Regions from separate parts of the Mus musculus genome. Here regions 1, 3 and 4 are each linked to region 2. Evidence: chromatin contacts called from public HiChIP or PLAC-seq and promoter capture Hi-C data. All regions are on one chromosome and are shown on one strand. Each heading gives the region's core, a stretch centred on a gene start, on an enhancer-like site or on the middle of the called end of the contact. The rest is flanking DNA. Distances are from core to core; before and after follow the strand shown.

The links. HiChIP or PLAC-seq counts read pairs in DNA pulled down with a chosen protein or histone mark. Capture Hi-C pulls out chosen DNA fragments and counts their contacts.
Region 1: a contact with region 2 is called in a promoter capture Hi-C map of adipose tissue. The contact joins the promoter of Eloa here to the promoter of E2f2 in region 2. A contact is called at or near these places in 6 of 39 promoter capture datasets (the C10 cell line, cranial neural crest, frontonasal cranial neural crest and 3 more), 1 of 15 datasets of contacts at CTCF or cohesin (large pre-B cells), 4 of 484 Hi-C or Micro-C datasets (B cells, bone marrow-derived macrophages, cranial neural crest and 1 more), 17 of 115 datasets of contacts at active chromatin or transcription factors (the 230-238 cell line, CD8 T cells, the NIH/3T3 cell line and 11 more) and 4 of 9 other capture datasets (adipose tissue, liver, macrophages and 1 more).
Region 3: a FOXA1 HiChIP or PLAC-seq map of pancreatic cancer cells shows a contact between it and region 2. The contact joins the promoter of Htr1d here to the promoter of E2f2 in region 2. A contact is called at or near these places in 1 of 39 promoter capture datasets (stem cell-derived epiblast-like cells) and 1 of 115 datasets of contacts at active chromatin or transcription factors (pancreatic cancer cells).
Region 4: an H3K4me3 HiChIP or PLAC-seq map of the SCID.adh cell line shows a contact between it and region 2, with 33 read pairs. The contact joins the promoter of Hnrnpr here to the promoter of E2f2 in region 2. A contact is called at or near these places in 4 of 39 promoter capture datasets (the 3T3-L1 cell line, the C10 cell line and liver), 1 of 15 datasets of contacts at CTCF or cohesin (large pre-B cells), 8 of 484 Hi-C or Micro-C datasets (CD4 T cells, the N1E-115 cell line, cortical neurons and 4 more), 11 of 115 datasets of contacts at active chromatin or transcription factors (the 230-238 cell line, CD8 T cells, the SCID.adh cell line and 6 more) and 3 of 9 other capture datasets (adipose tissue, liver and pancreatic islet).

What each region holds. Positions count from the first base shown.
Region 1 is chr4:136,019,704-136,022,991 of GRCm38.p6, reverse strand. It overlaps Eloa (elongin A), which reads left to right and starts at 1,343. Exons shown (of 11, transcript NM_013736.4): 1 at 1,343-1,441. The coding sequence starts at 1,367.
Region 2 is chr4:136,170,943-136,174,058 of GRCm38.p6, reverse strand. It overlaps E2f2 (E2F transcription factor 2), which reads right to left and starts at 1,785. Exons shown (of 7, transcript NM_177733.7): 1 at 1,021-1,785. The coding sequence starts at 1,278.
Region 3 is chr4:136,422,947-136,425,980 of GRCm38.p6, reverse strand. It overlaps Htr1d (5-hydroxytryptamine (serotonin) receptor 1D), which reads right to left and starts at 1,369. Exons shown (of 2, transcript NM_001285484.1): 1 at 1,231-1,369.
Region 4 is chr4:136,309,235-136,312,318 of GRCm38.p6, reverse strand. Hnrnpr (heterogeneous nuclear ribonucleoprotein R) reads right to left here and starts at 1,377. Exons shown (of 11, transcript NM_001277121.1): 1 at 1,230-1,377.

The DNA.
Region 1 (3,288 bases), core at 94-2,593, 150 kb after region 2:
AGATTTATTTTTGGCATTCACCTTTAATCCCAGCACTTGGGAGGCAGAGGCAGGTGGATTTCTGAGTTCAAGGCCAGCCTGGTCTACAAAGTGAGTTCCAGGACAGCCAGGGATATACAGGTTTTTTGAGACAGGGTTTCTCTGTGTAACTCTGGTTGTCCTGGAACTCCCTCTGTAGACCAGGCTGGCCTTGAACTCAGAAATCCACCTGCCTCTGCCTCCCAAGTGCTGGGATTAAAGGCATGCATCACCACTGCCTGGCTCTTTTCTTTTCTTTTTTTCTTTTTTGGTTTTTCGAGACAGGGTTTCTCTGTATAGCCCTGGCTGTCCTGGAATTCACTTTGTAGACCAGGCTGGCCTTGAACTCAGAAATCCTCCTGCCTCTACCTCCCGAGTGCTGGGATTAAAGGCGTGCACCACCACGCCCAGCGGCTCTTTTCTGACAGAATCTCATGTAGTTCAGTTTGGTTTTTAATATATTATGACTTTTTATTCATTATGATTTAATTTATTTTTAAATGGAGCCAGGTGGTGGTGGCATACAACTTTAATCCTGGCCCTTAGGACGTAGAGGCAGGTGGATCTCTGTGAGTTTAAGGCTAGCTTCGTCTACAGAGTGAGTTCCAGGACCTCCAAGGCTACACATAGAAATCCTTTTTGAGAAAAGAAATAAAAAGAAAGAGAGAAAGAAAGAAAGGAAAGAAAGAAAGAAAAGAAAAGAATGTCACATGAACAGTCTAATAAAAGGGGCTGCTCTCTGATTTTGCAGACAAGGTGGTTAATAATGTGTTATTATTTTTATTTCTAGTGTTTCAAATTGCCTTGAAACCAGACAGCCTGGATTGCTTTCCCAAAATTACAATACCGTTAAGTTACTTTAAAATTACACGATTTCTTTTATTGCGAGGGTGTGTCACAGCTTGCAGGTGGAAGTCAGATAATTTACCTGAGTCAGTTCTTTCCTTCCACTCCAAGGGTCCCTGGAGCCGCGTCGGACCCTGATCACTGACTCCACCCACCCTTAGGCGAAAACGAGCGTATGACTGGAAAGGCGGTGCGTGAGAGTTAAAGCCAGAGTTTGGCTTGCAGAATACAGGCTTGGGGGCGTGGCTGGTTGCGTGGCTCTGGGTTGGGCGTGTCGGGGGCGTGACCTGTGCTGTATTCGACAGATCGCCGTGATATAGTGGGCGTGGTCTGGCGCGGGGGCGGGTCCTGAGGCCTTCCACACATACACACACCCCCAGCGGAGGCCCGGAAGGGACCATTCGCGCTTCCGTCTCCGCCGGGCCCTCACGGAGGGCGGAGTTGCGGCCCGAGGACGCGACGCGAGCCCAGTTCCGGCGAGGAGGCCGCGCCAGTGACAGCGATGGCGGCGGAGTCGGCGCTCCAAGTTGTGGAGAAGCTCCAGGCGCGCCTGGCTGCGAACCCGGACCCCAAGAAGGTGAGCGGCGGGCGGGCGGGCGGCGCGGGCGGGCGTTGGGCGCGGCGCGGGCCCTGTAACGGTCGCGGGCAGGGCGCAGTGGGGTTCTCCTCCGACCCGGAGCCAGGCCCCACGGAGCGGCGCGGGGCAGTGGGGAGTTCGCGGCCGGCGGGCGCACCCCGGCTGGGGGCTGAGGACTGGAGGGGCGGCCGGGCCTTGCGGCTCTCCCCGGGGTTCGGGCAGCCGCGCCAGCTGTTTCCCCGTTGCAGCCGAGCGACTCCGTCCGCTGCTTGGGGGTCCTGCGGCTCGAGGACCCCTGTGCTGTACCCTGCCCTTTAGCCGAGAAAACGGGGAACGCCTTGGGGTTTTTCGAGCTCTGCTCCTGGAGCTCGGGTCCTGGATGAGGGCGTGAGCGTGTTAACTCCGCTCTGACATACTGGAAGGTGGGACCAGGCTGTGATGAGCAACCATGTTTAATTGCACTTAACTACTTTGTTGCTCCTTTTTAGAAACTGTTACTTTTTAAATACATTGTATCCCCTCGCGGTCCCCCGGGTGTCTAGGCTTCTCTGAGCTCTACGAAGAGGGTATGGTGGGAATTAGAATCGTTTTCACTGTAGTCTCTAGCCGAAAACACCAAAGGGTGTGACATGGCTTGTCAGCATTCTAGCCTGGGCCTGAGGTTCCTAAAAGGTGAAGTGTCCAGCGAGCTGAGTGGAAGAGGAAGTGGTGGAGGGAGACAGCGAGCGGACTTACACATGCAATCTAGGTTCCTAGCCAGCACCAGCTCGGGACTTTGGAGGAGTTCTCTGCTCGACCTGTCCCTTCTCTAGTTTCTTCCTGAAATACCAGCTAGACCCAAGTGCTCTTTATAAGTGTTAATCACCATCAGAATTTCCAGTCAGGGACCCCATTCACTCTTCTTGTTCCTAGTTGGGTCACTACCTCTCAACCTCCGGGCCACTTTTTAACTACCCTCCTTTAGCTCAGAGATACACTTCTTCAGAAGCTGTTGTTATAAGTCAGCGAAAACGTAAATGTTTCAATTGTCTTGTGTTTTACTTTCTTTGGAGGCCTTGGGGACCTTTGGTCAGACATATTTACAAGTTCTTTTTACAATAACCCTTTGTGGGCATCTAATAAATGGTCATTATTTCCAAGTCCCAGATTGTCTTTCTGAACACTATAAGATTTGTGACTGACCTTAAAGTAACCACCCTCATTTTGTTGTTTCTGCCATCAGGTTAAAAAAAATAAAAATCCTCCATGTAATATAATATCTGTAGGGTTTTTTTCCCCCATTAGAATTTAAATTTTGGAATGGTCTATTTGTGCATGAAATGTCAAGTTAGAAAAAGGTTAAGTAAATTTTCTTAAACTCCTAATAATTATTTAAAAGGGTGTTTGGTGGTTTTTGTTGTTGTTGTGTTTGGTGTTATTGGCAGGGACTCATATGCTAACACTAGTAGGCAAGGCCTCTACCTCTGACAGCCCTAATTTGGCTTTTCATTTCCCAGAGAGAAAATTACCTTGGGGCTGGGGATGTATTTCAGTAGCAGCTATGTGAGCTCTTGGCTTCTGTACCCACTGGGGAGGGAGAACTGAATGTGTTGTGAAGAGAGAGGTGAGGAAACTGTTGAGAGACCCCTGTGCAAAGGACCTGAAACGTTGATATTCAGAAACACGCTGACTGCAAAGAGAAAATTGCAAGCCTGCACGCTGGCTTTCCAACCTCCTTTTAACATAGCAAGCTCTCACAGGTTTGTGAAGTGGCAAGATGATTATAGAGCAGTATTGAATTTGCAACCAAATCTTGCTTCCAGACCATTATTAGCCAAAAGGCTGATTCCACACCTGTGTTTTTGGGA
Region 2 (3,116 bases), core at 536-3,035:
CCCTACAAATACCATCTCCCCTCCTTGACACCTGCTTCCAAACCTGGAACTAACAGAGGAGACAAGCCAAGGAAGATATATTTTCTAGAAGAGGAAAGGTGGGGCTGGCGAGATGGCTCAGTGGGTAGAGGAGTTTGCCACCAAGCTGAACAGCTTGAGTTTGATCCCCAGGACCCACTCTGAAAAAGAAAACCAACTCTGAAAAGTTGTGCTCTGACCTCCAAACACAGTGTGGCACAAACGGTCCCATCCCCCACATAAATGTAATTTTAAAACTTTTTTTTTTTAAGAAGAGGAAACAGAGGCCCTGACATCCAAATATACACAGTGAAGACCAGAGCTGAAACCAGCCACCCCAACCCTCCCTCTAACTCCCTCAGGCCCTTTCTCATCCATTCCCACAAACCCTGTACTACAGCCCAAACGCCACCACACCAGGCCTTCCCTGACAACACATCTCTCACTCGCGAGGTCACAGTCCATCTGAACAGGAAACCCAAGAGACGGACTACATTTGCATTGCTACTGGCTATTTCGGACGATGAGCAGGCTGTGGGGAGGACCTGAGGACAACACTTGAGAAGGAGCTGGCTAGACAACTCTGGTCCAGATACCAGGCTGGACCAGAGACCTGGGAGACCTATGCGGATTTAAAGTCACCAGGAAATCCCACAGGCCAAGCCCCTGGCCTGAAAAAGCAGGTGTTGGTTCTGGCGTAAACAATGAAAGAATGAATGAACTTAAGCATCGTCGATGCCTTGGAAGCTTCCTCAAGGTCACGCAGGCGCTAGGGGCACTGGGCTAGGTCTCCAGGCTCCCCTGACCAGTGCTCATTGCAGTCCGCGACAGCAGGCGAGATTACTTCACGGAGTCGGAAAATGAAAGGGTTCTCTCTACTGCCAGTCCCGCTTCCCCACCTCAACCAGCTGTAATCAAGCCGTAGGGCGTCCCAAGCACCCTCTCTCCTTTTTCCCCACCCAGACACGTATACGGGAAGTACAGGGGGTCCCCCAGCATTACCGGCAGCCGGCCTGCGGGTGCACATCGCACAATTTGGCCCTCGGGTCCGTGGGGAGTGGCGTCGAGGCAGGTGCCCAGCGCCACAGAGGAAGGCACCGTCTGCGTGTAAAGCGAAGTGTAGTAGGTGGTGGCGGTGGTGGCCGGGCAGAGCTGGGGGCTGCTCAGACCCGAAGGCCACAGCTCGGTGGGGTTCAGCGCCGGCAAGCTCTTTGTAGGTTGCGCCGTGGCCGGAGCCAGGGTCCGCGGCGCGCGCAGCATGGCGAGTGCGGCGCCCCCTACCCACTCGGGTCTGGCGCGCGCGCGCGGGGCACCTGCGGGCTTTGCAGCCGGCTGCACCGCGGACGCCGGGAGCAGCCGCCAATGGACGCCCGCCGGGCAAGGCCGGACCCTCCCCTCCTGGCCCGCCGCCCAGCGCTGCCGAGCTCGGAGATCGCCACTCGGAGATCGCGTGGCACAGGTGGCACTGCCAGGAGTTGGCCCGGTCCGGCTCGTGCCCCGAATATCTGGGCGTCCGGAGTCGCGCCCGTGCGTGAAAGCGTCCCGGAATGCCCACGGACCCCGCGGACACTCGTGTGCTCTGACCCGCGAAGGGTGTCCTGTGCGCCCTGCTGAGCTCTGCGTTCACCCCTCTAGTTCCCGTCCCTTGCTTGGACTCCTTTTTCTTTTCTTTCTTCTTTTTTCTTTCTTTTTCTTTTTTTTTTCTTTTTTTTTTTTTTTAGCGCCAAACTATATGCCGCCAAATTCGGATCTCCCGCGGAAAATGCCGCGCCTCGATTGGCTGCTACAATATATATAGGCTCCTCCCACCCACCCACCCCCGGAAAGGCTTAGTCTAAGAAACAGCGATTACGACAGGAGCTTAGTGGCTTAAAGGGGCCGCGACATCTGCTGACTTCAGCGTCCTCTTGTAACAGTAGGCGAAACTGAGGCAGGAGGTGCATCTGGAACACCCAGCATAAGGACCAACAGTACAGCGAAGAGCGCTGAGGAGCGGACCTCTTTTCCTTGGGGGTGGGGCCAAACATTGAAAGAGAGTCAGAGTCGGGACCTGAGTCTTGACCCTCAAGTGCATTTCCCTGGCCACAAAACCTTTTGTTTTCGCTTTGTTGCTTAGTTAGGTTAAATCATTTATTAATATATTAATTAATATAACCAATATGTCCTCTTTCTCTTCAAATGAAACCCAGGAACCTGTTCCTCCAGGCTTTAATTGGCAGAGGGGCAGGGAAGGGTGGCGCCTCCCTTTTATGTTTTTCTTCAGGAAAAAAACTAACCTCTATTGAGCGCCTACTGTACGCCCGTACAGTACACTAAGATTAGACCATTATATATGTTATGTTGTTTAATTTATCCCATCAATCCGGAGAAGTGGGATGGGTAAGACCAGGGAGTCGGAGGGGCGGGATATTGTGCCTCGGGTCATTCACAGATTCGCTGATCTGAGAATTGGCAGTCAAATGTAGGACAGTCCAGGTCGGGAGTCTTTGTTCTAGTAAAGAGCTCCTTTCCACTCTCCCAAACTCTGCCCCGCCCTTGACAGGCACAGCGTGGGTGAGGGTCCAGAGTTTGTCAGGTCATTTTCCCCAACAGGACCCAGCACTCTTCCTTCCTGAATCAAACACCTCCAGGTTTCTTCTACACAAATTTTTGTTTGTTTGTTTTTGTTTTTGTTTTTGTTTTTGTGAGACAGGGTTTCTCGGTGTAGCCCTGGCTGTCCTGGAACTCACTTTGTAGACCAGGCTGGCCTCAAACTCAGAAATCCACCTGCCTCTGCCTTCCAAGCACTGGGGTTAAAGGCGTGCGCCACCATTGACCGGCCTAAACAATTATTTTACCACAACAGGAGGGGGGGTGGGCTGAGTCCCCGTGTTAAGACCTGATCAGATCATCACAAACCAGGTAGCCCAGGCTTTCTCTTCGACATTCTTAATTCACATCCAGTCCCCTAACCCTTTTGTGAAAGCTGTTTGACAAGATTTCTTCTCCATTCTCTGGGTCTTTTTTTTTTTTCTCTCTCTCTCTCATTCCTTATGTCGGAGTCACAGAGAAATCTCATGGCACAGTATATGCAAAGCCTTCGGCACAGAGCTTGGTCC
Region 3 (3,034 bases), core at 120-2,619, 250 kb before region 2:
CTCAACCATAAAATCATTATTTTTTTGTTGCTACTTCATAATTGTAATTTTGCTACTTTTATAAATCATAATGTAAGTATCTGTGTTTTCTGAACTCTTAGGCAACCCGCACCCCCACCCCCGTGAAAAGGTCGGTCGAGTCTCAAAGGGGTTGAGACTCAGAGTTTGAGGACCACTGCCATAAAGCAATTCCCAAGATGAGATCTGAGGTTGCTACTACAAAGCCTGGCGAGGAAGGCCGAGTTCCTGTCTGAGGTCAGATGTAATACTAGGCAGTGATTCCATTTGATTTTGCAAAGCAAACCTGGAGTGTGGTCGTTGTCACTCTCGTTTCATATAGGAGGGAGCCAATGCTCAGAGGACTAAGCAGCTAAGCAAGTAGCCAGGGCTAGTTTGCTAATGTGGCCAGCCTGAGAGTATTAGGATCTTAATCTCTGATGGTCCCCAAACCCAGCGAGTGGGAGCAGGTGGGGGTGGGGGTGGGGGTGGGGGCCGGGCCGGGGGCGTTGAGTATTACATTCTACAAGTACTGAGACTTTGGGCAAGATTTTTGCCACCTTCTTCCCATCTGCAATAAAGCCAATCTCCCTGAGCTCTCTGCAGTTCTGATGTTGCTCGAAAAGCTAGGATTTGCAGAGAACTTTACCGCGTATAAAAAGGCATCCACGGTCTCTCACCCACTCCCACCAATCCGCAGTGAAGGGAAGCGTCCTCTCCATTTGAGAGATGTGCACACTGAGGCTCAGAGAGAAGCAGTGACCTGCCCAAGGTCACAAGCAAGTCAGGGCCCTTTCCAAACCCGAGCTCCAAACTGGACGCTCCTTCAAGTCCCCTCCCGTACTGGCGTCACCCCTGACCTGGCCGGTAGAGGGCTCCCCGATTCCCTAGGCCGTCACCGGGGCCACCTGGGGGTAGACGTTTCACCTCGGGCCGAGGTGGGGGGGCACTCTTGTCCAGTGGGATCTTCCCAGAGCGCGGGACACGGAGGACGCTCTCCCAGGGTCCCGCAGCCTCCCCTGGGGAATCCCTCCACCCACCCCACGATCCAGGGCTTTGGACAACCATCCGGGATGCTCCCTTCGGGCCCCGATGGTCCTTTGGGACCGTCTTTCCGTGCGCTCCTGTCCCGTCCGAGAGGCGCACAGAGGCGGGACGCCAGGTGACCCATCAGGACCCGCCCGGCTAGGCTCAGCCCCGCGAGGCTGCGACGCCCCAAGCTCCCGCGCTTACCAGCTCCCTGCCGGGAGGTACGGAACAACGCCGTGGGCGCCTCGCACCCCTGAGGGCTGCAGCCCGGCCTCCTCCACGACCCCCGCTGAGCTCCGGGCGCCGCCGCCCTCCGCGCCTGCAGCTCGGGCTCCGGGCTCCTGCCCGCGCCCGCCGCTGCTCCGTGCTCTGCTCCCCGGCTCCTCCCCCGCTGGGCTCGCTCCCCACTCGGCCTCCCGCCCACAGCAGGGGAGGCCCGCCCGGAGCCCCTGCCCCAACCCCACGGTAGGAGGACGCAGGGGATGCGGGTGGAGGAGGCCCACCTGTAGGAAGGAATGGACTGTCCGGGGAAAGTGGACCGTGCCTAGACTCCATCCGCGGGTTCCTCACAAGCTGAGTCTCCCGCCCCCTACCTTTAATTTAGCAAGTATTTATCGATCTGCTTTATATCTGCACCGGCTATGCACTGGGCTTAAAACCATTGTGCAACCCCCGCCCCTTGGGGCTCACGTTCTACTGGGGCGGATACGATGTACTTAATGAGATGACAGATGTTTCAGGAGGAAAATAAAGCAAGAAAGGAGGTGGGGAGTGGACAGGGTGGTCGGAGGCGGTGGGAGGGCGGGGGAGGGGAGAAAGTCTCACCGGGAAAGCAGCCTCTCAGGACAGACCGGAGGTAGGAAGCGTCCCGGCCACACACCAGAGGTGGAATGAGTACAGTTTCCTGCTGGGCAAGCAGAGTGATCCCAAAGTTGGGGCAGCAGATATGACCGCCAGCTCCCTTATTCAGCGTTTAGTAGGGGCTGCGGATGTAGAGAGCCAGAAAAAGAAAGAGAGAGAGAGAGAGAGAGAGAGAGAGAGAGAGAGAGAGAGAGAGAGAGAGAGAGAGAGAGCTGAGTTCAAAGACAGGGAGGGCAAAGACTCCTGCTTGACCAGGTTCCTTACAGCTCCGGTGGACCTGGCCTTCCGTGTCCTTGCCCACCCACTGTGTCTCCTTACTGTTTGTATATTCTCATGTCTTGTTATCACCAGCATCCACCAGTAGACTGGTTATGTGTTCTTGATGAATTGACCCTATTAGCATCATGAAGTGACCGCGACTCTTCATCCCTGGTAAAAGTTGTGTCTTTGAGTCTCCTTTGGGGGGGAGTGCATAGGGAGATCCGGAAACACCCACCAGCACCCACACAGCTGTTTGACATCTGGCACACCAGCACACTGAGAACTCAGCAGCTATTCCACGCCTTGCTTGCAGCGTCCTTCCGTGTCCTTCTATTTGCGCCAAACTCTCTGCCCACCTGGCCCTCCCCTTCCGCCCCCACCCCTTGCTCTCCTGGTCTGTCATTTGTGATTGGCTTGGAGCCTCCATCTCTCTCAGTCTCTCTTTTTTGGAAGGCTGTGATCAATGGTCATTAATAATGCAGAGGTTCTTTTTGTCTTAGCGCAGATCCCAGGCAAATAAATCCACGGCATGAATAGACAGGAGTTATGGGCAGCCACACCTCAATCAGCCGTCTCTCCTCTCTTTAGGCCCTTGGCTCTTTCCCCACACTGGAGATGGGGAGATTGAGCAATGCCAAACATAGGTGGCCTTAATATAGGCTGTGCTACTAGTGTCCTGGCTGAACCCCTGTGGAGGGCCAGAGGGTCCTGATACACAGCCCAGCATGGCAGCTGCCAAGGTCCTACCCTGAGGTCTTGCAGCTGAAAACTACATACTTTAGAGTAGACAGTGGCATGTCACGAGTGTGTGTGTGTGTGTGTGTGTGTGTGTGTGTGTGTCTTTTATCTGAAGCAGCCCTGGGGAAAGATATGCGCAACATAGCTC
Region 4 (3,084 bases), core at 128-2,627, 140 kb before region 2:
AAAATGTTCAGATTTTGTCAACTTTAACCTAAAAAAAAAAAAAAGGTAAAATAGACTCTAGGAAATAAATCCTTCGGATCAAGAGGGGGGATTCAACAACAATGCCACACAGCCAAACCATATTTCTGGATGCAGCAAATATTCTAACGTGACTGGAACCCTTTGACACAAACATTTTTGCAAAAAAAAGAAAATTACAAAATAAAGTCATTTAAATAAGATTTATAAGGACCGCTGGGAGACTCGGGAAGTCAGTACTAGCTTCTCCCTGACTTGTGGCGAACATCTCTAAGCAAAATGTTGAGAGACGGGCTTTTAAAAGAACCAAGGAAAGCTAACGGTTATCTCACAGCTCGGGAGTATCAAGCCTTTAATCACTACGACTGACTCCTGACACATTCTGCTTTTAAAGGGCAAGGGGGGGAAAAATCCCAAACAGGTAACGAGAAAGGACTGAACCTTTCAAGAACCCCTGGGCTTTCGTCTTAAAATTCTGGCCACATGGCTACTACCGTGTAAGAAAAAGAAGCGCTTTTCCAAACTGGAGCGCCTATGACATTCTCAGAATTACCTAGCTCAGGCGCCGCTCGAAACCAAGTGTCACGGCCTCTTAGTAGTCATTTTTTCCTTCAAATCCCGGCTCGAAGCATGCAGGTTGGGGATCGGGCGGGAGGCACCCCCCATACCTCGGCCCCTCGGCTCCGACTCCCGTAAAAGTTTGCTCCCGGCTCAGGTAACCCTGGGACTTGCACCCCGCCCTCGGCTCACCCCACCCCCTCGGGCGCGACCCGGTTATCAACACATCCCACAGGCCGCCGGGCGAGAGGCGGGCCAGGCCTGACCGCAGGCCTCGGGGGCAAGCACCGGGGTCAGGGGGAAACGCCTGAAACCCTTCGCCCGGACCGGGGCCGCGGACAGCGGCGGGCGGAGGCGGGAAAAAGCACCGCGAGACCGGCAGGCCGCACGGAGGACAGCGGACCGAGGGACCGGGGCACCGGAGGGGCTGAGAAGGATGAGCGACAGAGAGAGGAGGCGCCGCGGCGGGACTCAGGCCCGCGGCTGCGCGGCGGGCCGGAGCAGAAGCCGCCCCCGGCCCATCCCCACCCCCACCCTGGGGCCTCGGAGCAAAGACCCAAACTGCAGGCCAGGGCGCCGAGCCTGGACCCGGCCGAGTCCGGTCAGACCGGGACTCCCGGCCCCTCCCCCCCACGGGCCAGCGCGAGACTCACCAGGGCAGAGCTGGGGGCTGGCGGCCTGGCCCGTGAGAAGCAGCGCGAGGCGCTTTGAAAACGACAAGAAATGGCGCGCGCGCCACCCCCTCCCCCCCTCGCATGGACCGAGACGCGATCCCGGCAGCACGCGGGGTTTCCCGGAACTGCTTCCAGGGACTCCGTGCGGCCGACCAATCGGCCCACGAGACCGTATGACGGGCAGCTTGACGGGCCAATAAGAGAGAGGGGAAAGCGGCCCTCACGTCGGGGACTCCGAGGACCAATCGGTGTGGCCGTCGGGCTGAGCCAATGAGGGGTCTCAGCGCCACTGGCTGCGGCGCCTCCGGGGCGGGGGCATGCACACAAAGGGGTCTGTTGGTGGGAGCCCCTGGTAGTGGCGAGGCTGCGGGGCAGCGGGCCTTGCGTGGCCGAAGCTCCTCCCTCTTCTTCTACCACCGTTAAGAGGTTGAAAAATCTAGGCCTCCCGCCGCGTGGCCACCTCCGGAGCCCCGCCCCCTCGGGTCCCGGCGGCCACGCTCCGCAATGGCGCTGCTACCCCGCGCCGGAGTCCCTTATCTCCAATCCTCCCTCCCGCCGTTCTGAGCGTTAGGTCCCGAGCACACCCCATTCGCCACACGCTGGGCTCCATCAATAGATCATCTTGGCTCTAGTCAAAACACAACTTCAGGGTGACTTGACTCGTGTCGCTGGAGATTTCTCTGTAGAAAAGCATCCCTTAGAATGACTGGAGAAACTGCCTGTTTCCCTCCTTGGCTCTTCTCCTCACAGAATAACGTGGATCTGACTCAAGAGTGACGCTAACAGAAAGCAGGGACCCTTCGGAGTTTGGAGACTAGAGTAGGTAGGGTCACTGGATCAACGACTGAAAGCCAGGCAAGCGGGCAAAGGGTTCATTTCCAAGAAACTAATACCTGTTATTCATAAACCTCTCACCTGTCACTCCTGTCCCAACACTACCTCAGTGAAGAAGGTCAAGGGATCTGCTTCCAAACATATCTGGAGATCATGTTTCTCAAATCCTATAAACCAAAGTTTATTGTTAGTCTACCCATGCGTTTTTGAACGGACATGTGCAAAAGTGCACTTGATACGAACTTGATGGCCAATGTAGTAGTGCTGGGAGGTGGGGCCGGTAGTGGGAGGTGTTTCGGGCACTAGGACTCCACCCTCAAAGCATTAAAGCCGACTGATAGGCCTCCAGGCTGTGAGTTTGATGCCTGACTCTAGATCTTCTCTGCATCTTTTGCGCTTCCAGCGTAGGGAGACGGCCCTTATCCCCGCGTGCTCTCAATGTTGGACTTCCCTGCTTCCAGAACTGTAAATTGTAAAGCCTGTCCTAGGGGCTGGAGAGACGGCTCAAATGCAAGTTTAAAATCCTGACTGTGGCCCGGCAGTGGTGGCGCATGCCTTTAATCCCAGCACTCGGGAGGCAGTCAGGCGGATTTCTGAGTTCCAGGCCAGCCTGGTCTACAGAGTGAGTTCCAGGACAGCCAGGGCTATACAGAGAAACCCTGTCTCGAAACCCCGCCCCCCCACAAAAAAAAAACCTGACTGTGAATCTCCATCCACTTGAGTAAAAAGCCTGGCGTGACCGCATGCACCTGTAAACTCCAGTGCTGATGTAGACTGCAACCGGAGAATTGCTGTAGCTTGCTGCCAGTTTAGCTCCAGGGCGGAGGGTGGAAGAGCAGGACACTCACTTTCTTCCTCTGACCTTCGTCTGCACCTCCCTCCACACACACATAAGCAAACACAAGATCAGATAAAAACCCTCTTCTGTATAAATTATCCCACCGGTGTTGTATCCCAGCAATACTAACAAGGCCGTTAGTGTCCAATACCAAGCCAATAT